Linked DNA regions of Anas platyrhynchos: region 2 is linked to region 1. A link is a contact called in public Hi-C data. All regions are on one chromosome and are shown on one strand. Each heading gives the region's core, a stretch centred on a gene start, on an enhancer-like site or on the middle of the called end of the contact. The rest is flanking DNA. Distances are from core to core; before and after follow the strand shown.

Evidence for each region. A called contact is a pair of places that touch in the nucleus more often than the background predicts.
Region 2: a contact with region 1 is called in a Hi-C map of subcutaneous adipose tissue, with 2.6 times the contacts expected there. The contact joins two enhancer-like sites. A contact is called at or near these places in 2 of 8 Hi-C or Micro-C datasets (liver and subcutaneous adipose tissue).

The regions. Positions count from the first base shown.
Region 1 is chr2:13,952,122-13,957,541 of IASCAAS_PekinDuck_T2T, forward strand. The region is part of intron 3 of SAMD12 (sterile alpha motif domain containing 12); the gene reads left to right. Among named protein-coding and RNA genes, the nearest start is that of SAMD12, 51 kb to the left of the region's middle. Within about 2 kb of position 2,975, at least 1 of the 8 cell types and tissues checked has an H3K27ac peak or open chromatin away from gene starts, as enhancers often do. A contact at or near this core is called in subcutaneous adipose tissue, where this site is marked.
Region 2 is chr2:14,178,321-14,183,740 of IASCAAS_PekinDuck_T2T, forward strand. All of the region lies in intron 1 of EXT1 (exostosin glycosyltransferase 1), which reads left to right. Among named protein-coding and RNA genes, the nearest start is that of EXT1, 89 kb to the left of the region's middle. Within about 2 kb of position 2,996, at least 5 of the 8 cell types and tissues checked have an H3K27ac peak or open chromatin away from gene starts, as enhancers often do. A contact at or near this core is called in subcutaneous adipose tissue, where this site is marked.

The DNA.
Region 1 (5,420 bases), core at 1,725-4,224:
CCCTTTATACCTGCTTTATACAAATATAATCCATGGAACAAAACTGAGAAATGTACCTTGTTTTTGGTGTTTGGATGCGGCTTTGAATTTGCAAGGCAGCAGTGCTTTTAAATGACTAGGGAGTTCTTGAGAGATGAATTGTTCTTTGACAGCCTTATCCTGTGCCATTGAAACAAATGAAGATTTTTGCCATGTCTCAAAATTAATAGGAGCAAGACTGGGCATAGAATGACTAAGGAATAACCATTTGGGGGAAAATGGTTCATTGGCAAAGTAATAAAGATGATGCCTAATTAACTACTTATTCATGTGTGATTTGTTGAAAGAAAGGAAGGAAGGAAAGAAACCCTGCTTCACCTCTTGTTTTTACACCCTGTTCCCCAGTGTGCTAATGCATGTCTTCAGAGCATGAGGTTTTAATGCTATGATCATTAAACAAACCTCATTCTGTCAAAGTAATACCCAAGAGGTACCTTGGTCCAAGGAAAGGAATTTGATAGGAGGTACTTGAAAGGACTCAAGCCTTTTTAAATTAAACTTTTAAGGAGGAAAGGAACAGGACTCGAGAAAACCTCTTTTTAGTTTTAGAAGGGACCAGAATTTATGAATATTCATTAAATACCAAATGGCACCTCAGAAAATGAAATATGAACTGCTAGTGAAAACCTACAAATGGCCGTAGAATCTGGCTAATTCTATAACCTCTAAAGGTGCTTTCATTAAATCAACTACTTTGCCTTATATTTTTATGAAATTCATATAAAAATACTGCTTTTAAAATCAGAAATGATTTTTCTTTCATTTGAATAGTATGTTTGCAAAACATAATGGGTTTATCATGACGACTGAAATACTTAGGTTGTGAGCACATTGGTAAAAGGATGGCCTTGTGGTTTTAAATGCTACACTGGAATTTAGAGAAGTCTTGGCTCTATTTCAGGTTATTCTGGTATTAGGCAGCATACTGAATCCTAAGGATCTAAGTTATTCTATTCATACAGAGAAGCGCATCCTTTTTATTATCACAGTGCTGCCAGATATGTTTCCAGGATATATAGTTAGGTTATACTCTGTTTCACACAACTCAGTTAAGTTTTGTGCTACAACCAGTGAAATGCCATAGGGGCGAGAGATCTGAAGGGGGATGCAGAAGGCCTGGGTCTCATTCCTATCTCAGTTTCAAGGCTCGGTGGGTATGAAGGGTGATGACAAACAGATAGCTTTATTCACCATGTTGTGATTTCTTAATCAAGATCCCCATAAACATTTTGGTGTCTATACAACAGGGATAAATGTATTGGTGTTTTTAAATAAATGTATTTTGATATGTGAATAAGAGATGTGTAAGAACTACTTGAGTCTTCCTGGTAACAGGTTCTTTTATTGTGGAATCACAGAATGGTTTGGGTTGTAGGTGACCATAAAGATCACCCAGTTCCAACCCCCTGCCATGGGCAGGGACACCTCCCACCACACCAGGCTGCCCAAAGCCCCATCCAGCCTGGCCTTGAACACCTCCAGGGATGGGGCATCCACAGCTTCTCTGGGCAGCCTGTGCCACGGCCTCACCACCCTCAGAGTACAGAATTTCTTTGTCATGTCTAATCCAAATCTCCCTCCTCTTAGTTTGAAGCCATTACCCCTTATCCTATCCCTACACTCCCTGACACAGAGTCCCTCCCCAGCTTTCCTGTAGGCCCTCCTTTAGGTACTGGAAGGCCACTGTAAAGTCTTCCTGGAGCCTTCCCTTCTCTAGGCTGAACAACCCCAACTCCCTCAGCCTGTCTTCACAGGAGAAGTGCTCCAGCCTGTCGATCATCCTTGTAGCCCTTCTCTAGACTCATTCCAACAGGTCCACGTCCTTCTTGTGCTGGGGCCCCAGGGCTGAATGCAGTACTCCAGGTGGAAGTACTTTTCATTTGAAACCACTTCTCTATTGCTCTTCTCTCCCTTGAGAAACGATTGCAACTTTGCCATCCTTCATCCTTCCATGATTGATAAGTATCACATCAACTCAAAATATCTTTTGTGCTGGTTGCGCATTGTACCTAACGTGAGGCCTAGTGCAAGAAGCAAAATAACAGCCTCTGCAAGGTGACCTCAGTAGGATTTCACCCCTGATGCTTCCCTGTCTGTGGTACCTGACACCTGGCCCTCCAGAATCTTCTCACAAATCCTACTATAGTTTCAGTGCAGAAGATGACATAAACTGGCACCTTTTCTTGGCTTCTTTTATTGTATATTGTTTTACTTTCCTGTATAAAATGGTTACAACCTACCCTCCAGGTTATTATTGGTTGAGGATTGGTTTTATGATCAGATATAGGACTGGTTCCAAGTAAAGAAGGTCTTGGGTCAAGGCAAGGTGTTGTTGGAAGTACTTTGACCTCCTGTAAAATATTATTTCAGTTCTGTTTACTGTGGTTTTCTGGTTGGTTCCAAATCTGTGGCAGGTTTTGAGCATTCCTTAGTGCTCTCAGGTATCTCAGAAGGCACCTAATTTATTCCCAGAAAAAGGAAAGAAAGTGTTTTTTAATAGAAACAAAAAAAGACCTTCATTGTGTCCAAATGTAGGGTATTTCAAATAAAACATTAATTATCTTCCTTTTTTTTTTTTGCATGTGGCAGTTCTGTTGAGCACAATAGACCTCTTCTCCCAAGCAGTGTCCTGATAGCGGTTTGTAAAGCAGCTTCCATCTCCAGCCATCTCTGCGAAGCTTTTCTCTTCTCTGTGATGCAAGGGGTAAGCCAGCCTTGCCCACAGTCCTTTCTGCCACTTTTCCTTGCTCTCTGAAGTCTTAGCAACGCTGTTGGCTGGCAGGCTGTCAAATCAATCCCGACTGCTTCCATCTGCAGTTTAAAAAGTAAAACGAAATTGCTGCTTCACACTGCAGAGAGCTTTTATTCTGCTCTCCCACTATAAGGTCAGTCTTATTTGCAACATGCTTCATGGAGCTGTGATGCTAGTGTTGGAAAATCTGAGGGACTAAAGAGTTTTTTCCTATTTCATACTTGGCTGCTTTCAAACTTTTAACATGTGGAACACATCAAAGAGTGACGGCTTTGGGATAAGGCTACTTTTTGCATAATATGTGGCAAAAGTCTAACTGTGGAGAATAGTATTGGAAGTATTTTAACGCAACCCTGTGTTTATATAGCTTTATATGTATTTAATTGAAAGAAGTTGGATGGGCCCGGTAGTTGGAAAGTGGGCTTTTTTTTTTATCTTTTCCTTTTTTATTTATTTTTTTTAAACTGTTATTGATAAAAGAAAGGTTTGCATGGAAGTAATCTTTTCTCATGTCTCAACAGTGACGCCTGGGTCAGGCTTTTCACTTAGATTATAGCTCATGCAATGTGTAGGGAACTCCCAGAAGACAAAATTGTAGCGGCTCATTAAAGACCTAGTACTACCAGGAAAGCTCCCTGCAGTTGAGATGGGGGTGGTGAGGCACCTAAATTACAACTTCCAGGAAGTGTTCAAGTAGAGCTCTGATTTTAAAATACTTAATTATTTGCTGAGAAATTGTTTTTTCTGCGTGCAAAATGGTCTGTGGAGTAGTATAGCAGAAAGTCTCTCTTGAGATTTAAAAAAAAAAAGAGGCTGAAGTGGGAGACAATTTTCTAACTAGCTGCCATGACAAAGTCTTTATTGCTAAGCCAACTTGCTGCTGGTGCACAAGGGAACCAGCCCCTGTTTGTGTACGCAGCACTTGAGTCAATTAGTCGTGAAGTGGAGCTATCTTCTCTTCGTGCACAAAGCAGTAGGGAGCGTCCAATTCCATTATTTTTTACATGAAATCATGTGTGGAGGAAGTTGTATTACTGTGTTATGTTTAATAGGAAGGAGAACTTGCCGAAGGGCTACTGAGGCATTTTTGGTCTTTCCTGCCAATGACATATTAATGTTACCGCTTCTTTATCTGCTAAATTTGGAATGAAGGATTTCCATACTCCTCACCCATTATCAGATGTGAGAACTGCTGTGCGAGTAGTTGATGAATGTTTTACACTGTTTCCTGTCTTACTTGATATTTCTTGGATCTGGTTACTTTGCTAGGGAATGTTCACTCTGCTTGTAACTACCTGGGACGATTTCTTATGGTTTCAATAAATGATTCCTCTACAGCATACTCAGAATTGAATTGCACTCTAGCTGCCTCTTTTTCTTTATTCTGCTACTCTGTAAGAATTCACTAAAAGCCATGGTAGCCCCATTTGCTGTAGTTTTTACTCCTACCTGATGTATAACAGAATGCAAGTAACGTTTGAATTCTGGTCCTTGAGCTTCAGATTCGAAATTCCCCATCTTAGCTTTAAAGAAGTTGTTCTGTACCTTTAGAGTATAAGTATTTAGGTGACAGGAGCAAGTATATTGCTCTTCATCTGAAGTAGTGTTTACTTGTACTTACTCCTCAGTACTTAGTTCTCAAGAGCTGTCAGATGTTGGGGAATTAACGTTTCATAATTACATGCAAAAATAATTGGATTATTTCTTCCCTCTAACACATTTTTCCCCCATTTTTAATTTAGTCTCGTTCTATTTGTTGTAGTCAACTTCTGCTAACTAGAGATCATACCATCTTTTACCTTTCTTCTTAAAAAGACCTTTGTTACCCATTCCTTGTAAATTGGATCCGCTCTATCCCCTAAGGAAACACTGATTCACATCAGTATCATGTAAAACTTGCTGAAAGAACCTCTCACCTTGGCAGCCAGTTTCAAAATCAATTTCTGTTTCTTACTCAGAGGGGAGCTAAAAATCTGAATTAGGTAAGATACAGACAGCTGTATCAAATGTCTTAGCAAAACCTATTTCAGGAATTCTTGAACCATATTGTAAAGCCTTGTGATATTTCCTAGCTTGCCGATAAGGCTGCACGGTGTGTCTGCAAGAACTGAACGCTGATTGTGATCCATTGACAGAACCGAAAAGCTTAGAAGCTGGTGATTTAGCCTGTGGGTGCTTACGCTGTCTATCTTAGGTGACTCAGACATCCAACTTAAGTGTGATTCAGAAGACCAAGGGTGAGTGAGTAAATTGCTAAATAATCAGTGGTGAAGAGGCAAGGCATGCCACCAAACAGAATAATCCAGTGGGCTTAGAGAAATGGGTAATGAAAACACCCCTTTTATATTCATGCTGTTTCTTTTGTGCACTTTCACTTGTTTTGGGAGGAAAAAAAGACCCCACCGCAATACCCTTGACAAGTTCTTGACAAAGCATGTTTATCAACTATTTTTTCTTTAGGTGCCTTAGATAAGCAATGACTACTTTAATAATATCCTTAACACTTTGCCGAATATTGAAGCTCTACCCTTTCATTTTATTTATCCGGAAGTTCTCTTTGTACATGTTTTTGGAGCTATCACCAATTGTTAGTGATCAGATTATTACTTGACCGTGTCCGTTGATCATT
Region 2 (5,420 bases), core at 1,746-4,245, 230 kb after region 1:
GCCATGTCCTTAAACACTTATTTAGCTGAGACTTTTGGAGGACATTGCCTAGCTTCAAATAGACCAGAAGTTGAACCGTGGGGCACCTCATTCCCAAAATGCCTACAGAACCCCAAAATTTTCCATGACAAGCTCCTGGTTTTTGTTTCCCAAGCCGAAGAGTGGTCTCTGTGAGGTGCCTGACCCTGGACCAGGTCCCATATCCAGAGGCTGCTGGGCACGAGCTGTTGCTTGGCTGCAGGAACAGCAATTTCTAAGAGATGGGTTCTGGTTCTGAATTTTCCTGATTTCTTCCTCTGCCCACCACCTCCCCCTTAGCATGGGTCCTGGGCGCATGGAAGTCCTTTGTGGGTTTGAGATTACCCCTCCTAATCTTTTCCAGAGCAGACCTCCTTATTTAAAGCGCCTCGCGTGCTTATTTGAAAGGCAAATAAGGACCAAATAATAGAGGGCCTTTTTTTTTTAAGGAAAAAAAAAAAAAAGCCAGGGCTTGTGTGCATGAAAGAAATCACAAAGCAGCCTGCCTCGCGCTGTTTATACAACCTGGTGTGAGATCTAAACACGAACCCAGAAGTGTCAGTGCCCATACATGGGGCGGGCTAGCGCACAGCTGTGTTATATGGGGGAAGTTAAAGCGGAGCTCACTGAAGCGAGTCTCATAATCCTCTAAGAAGTGAATGACTAGCAGCTGCTTAAGGCGTTATTCCTATTCATGCTGCCCGTGGAAGTGCACTTGAAGCTGGTTACCCTTTCTGGAGACACGAGGCAGAAAACGCATAAACAGCCCAGGGAGGGAGAAAATCGGGGAGCTTGTGCCCAGACTGCGGGGCTAAGCTCAAGCCTGGTTGCTGCAACACCGGGCAGGGTTAACAGGGTTAAATCTCCTTCGTGGGGACCTCTGTCCCTCGTGGGGTGCTGGCACTGGGAGCAGCACGGCCGTACTGGTCAGTGCCTGCCCTGTCAGTGTTCTCATTGCAGAGACCAGCCCATAAACATCGTTAATCGGCCTTTTTATTTCCCTGTAATAAATTTTTTAAAAATAAATAAATTCCTTGTACTAGCCTTCCTCCTGTCAGTTTGCAATGAGGAAACTGTGCTGAACACAGTTTAGCCAAATTAAAAAAATAAGCTTTGCTTAAGAATGAGGAACTGATGGAGGAGGGCTTGACGCTCTTCTTGCTGGGGGTGATGTAAATCATGAGTAAGTTTGCTAGAGTGGATTAAATTATAGCGGCGTAAGGAAACGGTGTATAATGAGATGTGAGTCAGGCCCAGAAAGTCCCATGCAGAGATGCCAAATGGCAGCAAGGGATCGTCAGAAAATCCCACAGAGCAACTTGGAAGTTAATTATTGGGGACATTTTCTCATCTGCAGCAAAGTCTGTTGTTTACTGAAACAGGTTATGGACCTGCGCCACGCCGATTTGGCCAGGAGCACACCCCACCATGGAAAAAAGCATGTTTTCTTTTTCCCATTTGTTAGTCTGACAGTCCTATCTCACACCCTGTGTTTCCCTTGTGTTTCCCCATCTGGCAGCTCCCGCTCTGTGCCTTTTCTAATGGGGAAGGGGGTGGGAAAGGACGGCTCTCCCTGGGGGTATGGGGGAGCAGGAGCATCTCCTGCCTGCCCTCGGCTCGCCGGCAGGTGAAATATTTGGACCCTGAGCACCTTCACTGAGCATCTTCAGAGTCTGCAGCATATTTCTGCCATCCCACATGGGAAGAGGCTCCCTTTGCACGCCTCGGTACATCAGTTCCTAGTGAGAAGAGCTGCGATACTGTCTTATCTGCCTTCGGCAGCAGCCGCGGCCCCGAGCCGGGGCAGGGCTTCCCGTTACGTGATGGAGCAGGGAGGGATGTTACAGCTGGACTTCATCAGCGCTATTTCTGCTCCTGAGCTAATTAATAAGCAAAATTATACCCTGGAGAGACTTTCGGGGGGGGATTCTTTATAAATCCACACTTCCTGGTGAGCAAGAAGCCATTGTGGTTACAGCAGATTGGAGGAAGCTGTTGGAAGTGCTGCAGGATGCTTGTGTGGCAGGGCTCGTAGGTGTCCTTCGGTGTGTGAGCAACGCTACCGAAGCGGACATGCAAGCCTCATGGGGTCCAGCATGGTCCCAGAAGGAAACCGTGAAGTTTTGGTGGGGAATCATCAGGGCTGTCGTGTCCCAGGGCCTGTTCCAGGGCTTCCTGCAGAAGGCGCAGGGGTCAGCGGGTGCTGCAAGTGTGGCGGTCACCACAGCAAATGTTTGTCACGTCGAGGCTGGAAGCTGCCGCTTGCAAAAGTGTTCCCATGGAAATGTTTTGGAGCAGGGAAAACAAAAAGTTTCTGCAGGATCACAGCGAACTGCTCCCAGATGTCTGGCCGGCTGGCGTGGCTGGAGGGCTAAGGGTTTGGGGTGAGGACGTAAACCTGGAGCACAGGGAGGGCCGTGGGGCTGTGAGGCTCCAGATACAGGGCATAGAGGATGTGGTAGGTGCTGCCTGGCAGACCAGATCCCCAAAACTTCAGTGGGGAATGAGACTTTTGGGGGAGAGCAGTGAGGGAGGGATGTAAGGGGTGGTGCTCAGGCCTGTGCCTCGCTTTGCTCCAGGTTCACGGGTTGTGCTAAAAGGCAGTACAGCTGTGAAGGAAAAAGAGAATGGAGGAGGAAGAGCGGTTGTCTTCTGTTTAAAAACACCGCTGATACCTTAAAAAAGAATGAGGTTTTATGAAACCTTTCTTGCTTCACTGGAAACATGCACTGTGTGAGGGCAGGTGACCAGGCAGCGCTCAAAGGGCCACGATGCCCTCAGAGCTGGCTCCGGGAGAGGTCGGCAGCTTTCACCAGGGGAAGGAGGCTGCCATCTGAGTTAGATTTACTGTTCTTCAAGCAACAAAGAGTCACACGGTTCCCACGAACTTGTAAACGAGCTGCTCATAGTTTTGGCATTACCTCTTTCGGAGCGAGCATAGTGATCTCTGGCTGGGGACGCTGCAGTCATCTGATGTGAGTCAGAGCATGACACCGGCCTCCTGCGTGCTGAGCAATCGCTCTGCAGCCAGGCTGTGGGACACCAGCACACCCAGCCCTGCCTTGCATCGGGGGCTGGCCTCAATTTTTTGCTTTCCCTATTCACAGGTCGCCTTTTTGGCCGTCTGGCTCCGAGTGGATGCCGCAATTCATGCCGAAGTGGGTTGCATCCCGAGCTGCATCCTTTTTTATCAATGCATCCATTGCTGGTAGCACTCAAGAGTGCCTCGCAGGGGTCGGCCACGACCCTTCTCAGGGCTGGAAGGCGAGGGGGGGGGTCCGGTGAGGGGAGCCAGGGGGTCAGGGGCCGTAAATCTGGGCGCTCCCATTCGGATCGACTCCCCGCCAGCTGAGCACCATACATCACGCATCTGGGCTGGAGCTGACGGTTTAATGGCTTGATGAGTTTAGGAAGAATACTTTTATTGTGTGTCTTCGATTATAGTAAGTACGGCGTGAAGTTGTTACATTACCAGGAGCTTACACGGCCTTCCCGGACCCAGCACAGGCTGCGCTTCCCAGCCAGGATCCCACCAGTAAGCTGGTGGAATCCTCTTAAGTGAGGAGCTGTTAAATTAATAAAGCTGTTAATCACATGAAAAAAAAAAAAAAGGAGATAGAGAGAAGGAGAAAATCTTGTGTGGAAATGCCAAATCGTAGCTAGAAGGTTTTCACTGGGACGGTCCTGCGGGGCCGGGTGTTGCAGACGGGCTTTTCTTATGGTGATTTCTGCACATCCCCGGTTCCTTACATATCCTCTGTGTCAGAGCTGGAGCTTGGCTCCTAATCAAACGTAACGCCGAGATCGCACTGTGCTTCTTAAATGCTAATCCCAACAGAAGAACCCCTTTATACTGTATAAAAACCCTGTTATTATTATCCTCTGCATACAGGCAAAAATTGCAGGCGGAGAAGGGAAAAAAATCGCCAAAGCCCTTTTGTGGAGGTACTGTCAGGACCAGTTTGGGACTGACAGACAGACCGTGGGACTTGCTTGGATGTGAAGCTTATTTTTAGGACCATTATATTTATATTATATTATATTTAGGACTGGCTTTTAGGTATACTTAAAAGGGATGGAATTTGCAGAAAGGACTTATACTTAGATCCTGTGAAGTCGACGGGATGGAGGTGGCTTCTCAGACATCTAGGTGCTTCTGAAATTTGGCTTTACATCCAACGTGCTTCAAAGTTGCATGGAAGAAAAGGCACTGGAGGGGAGCGTGATATATAATCCACATGCAAAATAATTGAAAATTGACTTTTTCTGTCCGATCAGCTACACGGGGCCGTTATCCAGGCCGATAATGGCCTGGTTTTGATTGCTCTTTATTTGCCGAGTGTGGCTGCAGCAGGCTTTGCAGCTGCAGCGAGCATGAAGGCACATGTGGCTGATTGTCGGTGTGCCTGCACCGAACGGCGTCCTTGTCAGGCGGCTCAGTGTCAGAGTGGTTTTCATCTTCGCTGCCTTTTGCGGGGAGGAAGCGATCGCTGTGCCTCAGCCTTTCGGCACAGGATGCCTTGCCTCCAGTGCGTATTTTGTTTGAAATGAGCTTGCTCTTGTCAGGAAGCAGGCGGGATGCTTCGCTTGCGGTCTAGAAAGGTTCTTGCACATCAGATGTCCAGCATATGCCGGTAAATGCAGAGAGAATAATTAAAAATGTATATATATATATATATATATGTAATTTTTTATTATTTTTTTTCATTGAGCAGTAGAAGAGTGGTACCAGCGAGCTGCAGAGCGGAGCTGCAATGCTAAGCGGGGTGCAGGGGCCCTGGGAAATGAGCGCCGTGTAACCAGGAAAGCTCCAGGCGATCCTGGGCCAAAAGCCGTGGTTTTGCATTTCCCTTTGAAGTCGGGGGAGCCGTGCTCCCCTAACGTGACCTTTGCATCCTCCTCTGGATCTTATTGTACTGGCTGGAGGCCGGCGGGCCATTAACAAAGCTGCAGAGAAGCAGAGCCGTCTGAGGGGTTTCTTTTGTTGTTTTAAGACCCTTTCCGCTGACAGAAATCGTGGCGAGGGAAACGGAAACAACAGGGCCGGAGCCCCACGGCGAGGGGCGTTTGTGGGGCCGGAGAGGCCTGGTCGTCCATGGGGCTTCTCCTTCATGCTGCCCTGCGAGCACCCGGGCTGGACAACCCCAATTCCTGGCCTGTGAAAGGCTCGCAGCGGTGCCCAGCACTCTGAGCTGAAGGTTTTTGGCACGAAGGGCAGGGTTTTTGGCCTCCTCGCCCCTGAAGCCCCAGCCTTGGCCTTCTTTCAGAGGGAGGTGCTCCGTGCAGATGCAGTTGACTGAGAAAATCCCGTGCAGGGCTGGTGAGCTGTGGCAGAGAGATGAGGCTTTTGAGGAACGGGGGCTCCCAGCCTGACTTCAGCTCTGCATTTCAGCCTGTCCTGA